Linked DNA regions of Sus scrofa: region 2 is linked to region 1. A link is a contact called in public HiChIP or PLAC-seq data. All regions are on one chromosome and are shown on one strand. Each heading gives the region's core, a stretch centred on a gene start, on an enhancer-like site or on the middle of the called end of the contact. The rest is flanking DNA. Distances are from core to core; before and after follow the strand shown.

Evidence for each region. HiChIP or PLAC-seq counts read pairs in DNA pulled down with a chosen protein or histone mark.
Region 2: an H3K27ac HiChIP or PLAC-seq map of skeletal muscle shows a contact between it and region 1, with 12 times the contacts expected there. The contact joins two enhancer-like sites. A contact is called at or near these places in 1 of 47 Hi-C or Micro-C datasets (embryonic fibroblasts) and 1 of 2 datasets of contacts at active chromatin or transcription factors (skeletal muscle).

Annotation. Positions count from the first base shown.
Region 1 is chr3:12,174,901-12,178,790 of Sscrofa11.1, reverse strand. The region is part of intron 4 of LOC102168016 (a long non-coding RNA gene); the gene reads right to left. Among named protein-coding and RNA genes, the nearest start is that of CASTOR2, 140 kb to the right of the region's middle. Within about 2 kb of position 2,085, at least 4 of the 83 cell types and tissues checked have an H3K27ac peak or open chromatin away from gene starts, as enhancers often do. A contact at or near this core is called in skeletal muscle, where this site is marked.
Region 2 is chr3:14,699,725-14,703,614 of Sscrofa11.1, reverse strand. The region is part of intron 5 of AUTS2 (AUTS2, activator of transcription and developmental regulator); the gene reads right to left. Among named protein-coding and RNA genes, the nearest start is that of GALNT17, 320 kb to the left of the region's middle. Within about 2 kb of position 1,919, at least 47 of the 83 cell types and tissues checked have an H3K27ac peak or open chromatin away from gene starts, as enhancers often do. A contact at or near this core is called in skeletal muscle, where this site is marked.

The DNA.
Region 1 (3,890 bases), core at 836-3,335:
GAACCAACATAGCCATCTCCACCAAGTCCTGCTCAAATTTCAAATTCATGAGCAAAATAAGTAATCATTATTGTTCTAAGCTTCTAACGCTGGAGGTGATCTGTTCAACTGCATTAAATAACTGAAACATCCCAAAATAACTGAAACATCTTATCCCTTATCTGAAAAGCACACTTAAACCCCTCGAGAACAAAGCATAGAGGAGAGCCACTTACAGCTGCTCTGAGTTGGTACTGGAAATCAAATACTATAATCCTAGTGGAGGTTAGAAGACTCTTCTTCATGATGAGGCACAACTTTCCTCTCTTTAACTTCATTCGTCCATTCAACAAACACTTACAAGTACCACCACCTACCAGGCGCCATGCTGGAGACTATGAAAGGCAAAGATGGACCAGCTCTTGTCTCAAGGACTTGATGCTCTAGTGGAGGAGATCTGAACCCCCCAAATGAGTTAATGTGTCAAACGAGAAGAGAAGCATCACACGGTTCTAAGAAAACTCAGAGAAGGGAGAAATGTGTTCTGCCTGGTGGGGGATGACAGCGAACTAACTCCAGAGGGGTGAAAAGGATTTCCCATTTGGAGAAGGGAAGAAGGATAACGAGGCAGACGGGAATGGGGGTCCATGAAAGGACCTGGCACCTTCAGGGTCAGTTGCGAAGCTGAAGGGGTGGGAAGCAAAAAGTAGAGAGATGAGGCCGTGAAACTAGGCTCGGTTCAGATTGAGAAGAACTTGATAAACTGAGAGTTTGGATGTTACCTTGAACACAAGAGAGAGCTACGGAGGGGTTTCGAGGGAGGGCAAAGTAGACAGAGATCTAAATTTCCAAGCGTATAGGCTGGCTGTCGTGATAGGAGCAAATGGAAAGAGGACCAGCTGGAAATCTTTCCAGTAGCCTGGTCAAGAGAGGTAGAGGTCCTGAAATAGCACAGCGATGATGTGGAAGACATTTCTTTGGAAAGTTTAGAGGACCCTGTGGGAGATCGACTGGGTGGGGCAGAGAAAGAAGTCAGGGGCGATTTCAGATTTCTGGCTGGAGTGGTGCCATTCAAAAACCTGCCAGTGGCAACAGGAGCATGCATGAAGGTGGGGCAGAAAAAAAGTCCTCTTTGGTTCATTTTGGACAGTTCTGACCTGGCCCTTGGGACATCCCAAGGCCTGATTACATATCAGATGTTTGAAGATAGTTATATCATCTCAAGCTTCTTGCATGAATATTTGCTCTCCATTCCCATGATCCTCTGGTTTCCTCATTTCCAATAAAATCCAAAGGCACATCTGCACAATAGGGAGAGTCTGTTCTCCTGAACCCCACACTGAGGAAAGACGGACCCTGTGGAGGTCTTTCGTATTTTGTAGACGTCATTTTTAAAGATGACAACATCAGCATATCATGTTGAAAATATTCAAACACACGTAGAAGTCCAACGGATAATAGAGAAATCACCCATAACCCCATTTCTTAGCGAGATTATTAATATTTGGGGATATTCTCTTTCAATGTTTCTTCTATTCATGCATATTGGTTTTATCTGATTAATTTGTAGCATGAGCATTTTCCTAGGTCTCTCATATTTCCTGGAAAATATGCTTTTTTAAATGGCCAAATAGAGCCTGACATGGGTGTACTAAATTAAATTAATACCAATCATTAGACATTTAAGCCGTTTTCATGCATGTGTGTGTTTTGTTTCCTAGTTTGTTTTTGTTTCTGCTATTATAAAAACCTTATGTCAACCATGTTGTGTATAATTCTTGATATTCTTTTCTAATTCTTTCTTTCAGACAAATTACTGGAATGGTCCAAGGATTAAAAGATTTGAACATGTCCAAGGTTTCTGGTGCTTATGACAAAGTTCCTCTCCAGAGGGAGGAGGATGGTTTTGTTGAATCCTCCTGCCAACCGTGGAGGAATGTACGTGGCCACACTTTTTGGAACTTGAAATTTCTGGAAGATATTTGCTGATTATTTCTTGGTAGAAATCTGAAACTCATTCCTCCCCCAGGGATAGCCCTGCCCTGTGATTTGCAACTGGCCTGAGCTGGCTCAGCTGCCGCATATGCTATCATCACACACTGTCAACCAAATGGAACAAAACCTCCAGGGTCACTGGGGCTCTGAGCAAACACCAGAGAACAGTGGCTGGTCTCTTCTGCTTCCACAAGAACATGCTGCTTTAATAACACCCGAGAATGCTTTTGTGAAGTCCTGCTCTCCAGAACTTTCCCATCAGACCCAGGACCTGGCCAGCTATGTGGTCCGGGCCTGGCTTTCCTGAAATGTAATGACCGGCCAGCCCAGTCCCTGGCCATCTCTTCTGCCAGGTCCCCAAGCCCTATGCAAGGACCGTGGGGCATGCTACCCAACTGGCATCCAAGGAGCATGAACAGTATGCCTTGGCCCAGACCGTGGATGGACTCCCTGAGCAAGGGCTGGACAAGTTCCAGCTGACTGTGTGCAAACCAGCCCTCTCCAGCCCTTTCTATGAGATGCATGGAGTGTCCTCCTCGAAACCAGACTAACTGCTCAGTGGGGACCTGAGAGGGACAATGTAAGAGGATTTCAAGTCCAAGCAATATCAATTCCAAGTACAAATCACTGCAGAAGAGACTGGTCTGGACCTGGAGAGAAGGTCTCTGCTCCAGGCATGCTCCAGGCTGATTGGGCACCATGGCTCATCCAGCAGGGGAAGAAGCTGGCATGGGGAGGGGTCATGCATTCTTTGGACAGGAACACCTACCTCTTTTTAGAAGTAAACCCAGAAGGGGTGGCTGGTAGACAGTGGCACAACTAAGTAGAAGCAGGTAATACGTTACTAGGAGGACACATGACTAAGTTCAGGATAAAAGGCCAAAGACAAGGGGAAGTACTTCGTCTCAAACTTCATCTCATGCTGCAATTGTTAAGGAGAAAAGTGTTGAAGGCCAAACCAGAAATGGGTGATGAGGTGGAGGGAAGAAGAATTCAGGTGATACCGAGGGGGTAGAAGTGCTAGAACTTGAGGACTGGGACATTCAGGTGGAGACAGCTAATAGACTCCAATTTCCTCAACTGACAATGACAATCACAGGTCCTAGTACAAAGGGACTTTGTGAATCAAGTCAAATGGTGTGTGCAAATGCTTAGAACAGTATCTGGCTCAGTCAAACTCATTAAAAATTAGGTCCTAAAATACTATTTACAATAGCCAAGAGGTGGGAGCAACCTAAATGTCCATCAACAGGTGAATGGATAAAGAAGATGTGGTATATACATACAATGGAATACTACTCGGCCATAAAAAAGAATGAAAGAATGCCATTTGCAGCAACATGGATGGACCTAGAGATTATCACACTAAGTGAAATAAGTCAGAAAGACAAACACCATATGATATCACTTACATGCAGAATCTGAAAAATAGTACAGGAGTTCCTGTTGTGGCTCAGCAGGTTAAGAACCCAACATTGTATCTGTGATGATGCAGGTTAAGTCCCTGGCCTCAGTGGATTAAGTGCCTGGTGTTGCTGCAATGCAGCATAGGTCACAGATGCAGTTCAGATCTGGCATTGCCATGGCTATAGCATAGGCCAGCAGCTGCAGCTCCAATTTGTCCCTTAGCCCAGGAACTTCCATATATGCTGCAGGTGCAGCCATAAAAAGAAAAAAAAACTGTAATGGAAAAGGATTGATAAAAATATATAAATGCATATGTATATATATTTTCATATAACTGAGTCACTTTGCTATACACCTGACACTAACACAATATTATAAATCAACTATACTTTCAATTTAAAAAAAAGATTAGGTCCTAAAATAGGTATGACTTATAACAAGATCATCATTACATAAGCCGGTCAAGGCCAAACATAGTCAGGAATCAATCAGGAATCAACACACAGATG
Region 2 (3,890 bases), core at 670-3,169, 2.5 Mb before region 1:
CAGAATATTTACGGCGACCTGGGAGTATGCTAATAAAAGCTCTTCCAGCCCTTTAATTTTCTGATACATGCCTTGCAACTGGGAAGGAGGCAGGGGGTCTCAAAAAGGCCTCCATGTAAAAACACCCAGAAGAAACGAGGGCAGCGGGCTCAGGCTAATCATAAAATGAGCTGCAGCATTTCTTTCTGCCGCCCAGGTGGTTCCAACCATGGCGGACCACTGTCCTGAAAAGTCAGAAAAGAGCTTCTCAGCCCGAGTCTGAAGCAGGAACTACGAGAACATTCTCAGCTTTTTCTCCCTGAACTTTCAGATTCTACTTGCGCTTGAAAGCATTTGAACAAATTTGTGGTTCTCTGGATCTTAATCTTTGGGATGTTTTCTTTTTCACTGTTTTTAGGAAAAAGTCTGCAATTCCTTACATTACCTGGAACATTTTCCTGCCCCCCCCCTTTATAATCAGCAGTTCGGCTAATGGAAACGTGCCGAGCCGAGACTTAGCTAGCGAGCAGATCCTCTCCTCTCCTTTATTTTTTTACCACGGGGGCACCTCTACATACTAACGACTTCAGGTTTTGCTCGCCATTTCGTTTCATCCCCCTCGCTCGGTTTCGGAGAGTGAGGGCGTGAAGTGGCTGCATCTAGAAAGGATAGAAAAACAAAGCTCCCTCTTGGCTGTTTTTTATGGGGGGGGGGTTAATACTGAAAAATTGCTAGACGCCGTAGTTGGTGTTTAAAGAAAAGTTAAATAAGTCAAAGAGATTGAAGGAAGGAACACGGAGAATGAGGAAAACGAATAAAAGCCTTCGGAGGAGCAGACAGGGGTGGGACGCAGCCTCTCCTGTTAAAGGTCCACCTTCATTCCCTTCGCTCGCGGACCCCGCGGACGGCCCTCCGCACCCGCACCCGCACCCGGAGGGGCTTTGCAACCAGAAAAGAGAAACCTCCCCGAAACTTGGGTGCGAGTTCTTTGCCCAGCGGCCGCGATCCCAGCCCAGCTCTCCTTTCGCTTCCCTGGGCACCGCGCGTGCGGGCCAGGATCCCGACCTCTGCGCGGGGAAGCGCTACCCCCGGCACCGGTAGCGAGCGCAGCGCCCAGAGCTCTAGCCCGAGCGGGTGCCAGGCCCCGGCCGGAGGCAGGCGCAGCCCCTCGGGGCGGCTCCGGTCCCCGGGCACGACCGCGTAGCTCCGGCCGCTCGCGCCGCCGCTCCCCGCCGGAGCCCGGCGGGCCAGGGGAGGAAAGTACAAAGGCGGGCGACCGGGCCGCGGAGGGAGGGCGGGCGGCGGGAGGGAGGAGGGGTGGCGGCGGGGGGTTCGGGCGCGCCAGACGCGAGGAGCTCGCCCCTGCCACCCCTGCCCGCCGGCCCGGCCGCCGCAACAAAAGACCCCCGGCCCGCCGCTCCCTCCCGACCACCGGCGGCAAGCGAGGGAGCCGCGCCCCCGGGGCTGCATTACCTGGTCGTAAAGGGTTAAGCAGTCCTGTCAGCCCCAAGTTCATGGTTTGGTTCCAGAGCAAGGCTCACGATGGGGGATCGTCAGAGACCAGGGGGAAAGCCAGCCAAACACACGAAGAGAAAACGCCCAACTCCGACCGGGCTCCGTCCGCGCGAGTCTCTCCTTTCCAGGTGAAAGTCTGAAAGCGGAGGCACGCCAACCAAATCCGTACGGGCGGCAGCTCCGGGGCGGCCGAGCGCCAGCGCCTGCACACATCCAGCGCGGCCGAGGCCAAGCGGGCGGCGGCGACGGGCGGGCGGCCGGGAGGGAGCGCCCAGCCGGCGCTCGCCCGCTGCCTCCGGGCGGCTCCGGCGGCGCGCGGGGCCGCGGGGCACGGCGGGGACCGGAGGGGCGTCCCGGGCGGGCCGGCGAGCGGGCGAGGCGGAGAGGAGCGGCCCGAGCCGCGGCCGCGGCGCGCGGAGCTAAGAGCGAGGCGGCGGCGGCGACAGGACAAAGGAGACCATGTGCGGAGGGGAGGAGGGAGAGGGAGGAGGAGGAGGAGGGCGCGCGGCGGCGGCGGCGGCGGCGGCGGCGGCTTCTCCCCGGCGGCCGCCTCGGGCTCCCCGACTGCCGCTCCCGCCTCTCCAGCAGCACCGCGGGCCGACCAGTCCCGGTCCCGGTCCCGCCGCCACCGCCGCGGCGCTGGAGGAGACGCTCTGGGAGTCTTTATTCGGAGCCGATCTCACTGGCGCGCGGCGCGGGCGGCGCTGCAGCGGCCGGGGCGCCGGGCGGGCTACGCGGGGCCGGCGGCGCCTCCCGGCCGGAGCTCGCGGGCGGACGGGCAGCGCCTAGGGCTGGCTCGGCTCCGGCCCGCGCTCCGCTCGCGGGCGCCTGCCTCTCCCGCCGGCTCGCCGCTCAAGTAAACTCCATCGGCCGCCGGCGCCGCGGGTTCCCTGGCTGGACGGGTGGCGGGAGGGGGCGGCGGCGGCACAGGGGCCCCTCGCTCCGGACTTCGCTCCCCGACTGCGCCGAGCGCGCCTCCTCCAGACGCTCGCAGCTCTCGGAGCGGGACTTCCTCGGCGCGCCGAGCCCGAGCCGCCGGTGCCGCCGCCCCTCCTCCGTCCCGCCCCGCGCGCCCCGCCCCTCGCCGCCCCTCCTCTCGGCCCCGGCGCCGGGTCGGCCCCGCGGGGGCGCAGTCCCCGGGCTCGGCCTCGACAGCTGTCGCTTCCCCCTCCCACCCCCGCGGCTCGGGCCCGAGGTCCCCACGGCCGCCTTCCCGGCGGGCGGGCGCGGCGGGCACTGCCGTGTCCTCCCCGCAGCTGCGGCTTCCACGACTGCGCCGCGGCAGGGAAAGGCCACTAGGCCCACAGGCTGGGGCTGTATTGCCACTAGGCCAGTCACATCTGCAGAGAGCCAGCTCTCAGGGTAGTTGTGATGAGAAATGAGAAAGTAAGTTATGGAAACCACCTGGCACATAGTAGGTGTTCAATAAGTACATTGTTGAAAATGGAGGCGGGGGGGGGGTGCGCAGCCAGAGTCTAGTATTCGAAGAAAGTACTTAATCCAACCTTATCCCCGCCTGGTCAAAGGCTGAACACAGCGGCTCAAGGATACCAGCGCATGAAGTGGCCGTTACAAGTGCCCCTCCCCTTAGTCCTCAAATCCACTGTCATTTATACACCTTCCATCCACAAATGTGGCGCTGGTTGTGACCGCCAGATGCAGGGAAAGGATTAAAGCAAAGCCACAGCCTCACTGAATGCACAATTACTATCATCCTAACATTTACCGTCATGTGTTCTCTAGCGCCCTGTGTAGCGCCTGCCCGAAAGGGGTGGCGGGGAGGGCGGAGGTGCTCAATGACCACAAACTTGGCCCCTAGTGGATGCCCCTGAGCAACACACGGGCAACCAGAGCGCCAAAGCTCCCTTCTGTCCAGTCTGGTGGGCCCCTGGCCAGAATTCTGGCCTCCTTACGCTACTACCCCAACCACAGAGGCCCTGCAAGAGTACCAGGCCATACCTGGGGGCAAGGAGACACCCCCCCCCCCGCAAACATCTGGAGTTTTCATTCCCCATCTGCAGCTTGGCAGGGTCCCTCCTTGGTGCATAGGAAAGGTTGCTGAGGTTTTCTCAGCACAGGGCAAACAGGCCAGCAGAGACCTAGGTTGCAACTGGGAGGGTTCTAGGGTAGAGCCAGTGGGTGAGAGCTCCTGATTTCCCTTCAGTGCCACGGTCACCTGGAGTGCTACTGGGAAAGAGGAAAAAGGGACAGGGCTGGGAGAGATGTACATCACATACAAATGACATGGAGACTGGTTTCAAGCAGCAATGTCCATTCCTCACCTCTTTGAAGTTGAACATCCATCTCTGCTTGATTTCACGGCCCTCTCGAGAAAACCTCTCCAGGGAAAAAAAGTGGGTGCCTGCCGTATGGCATAATTCTTCTCCAACTTCCAA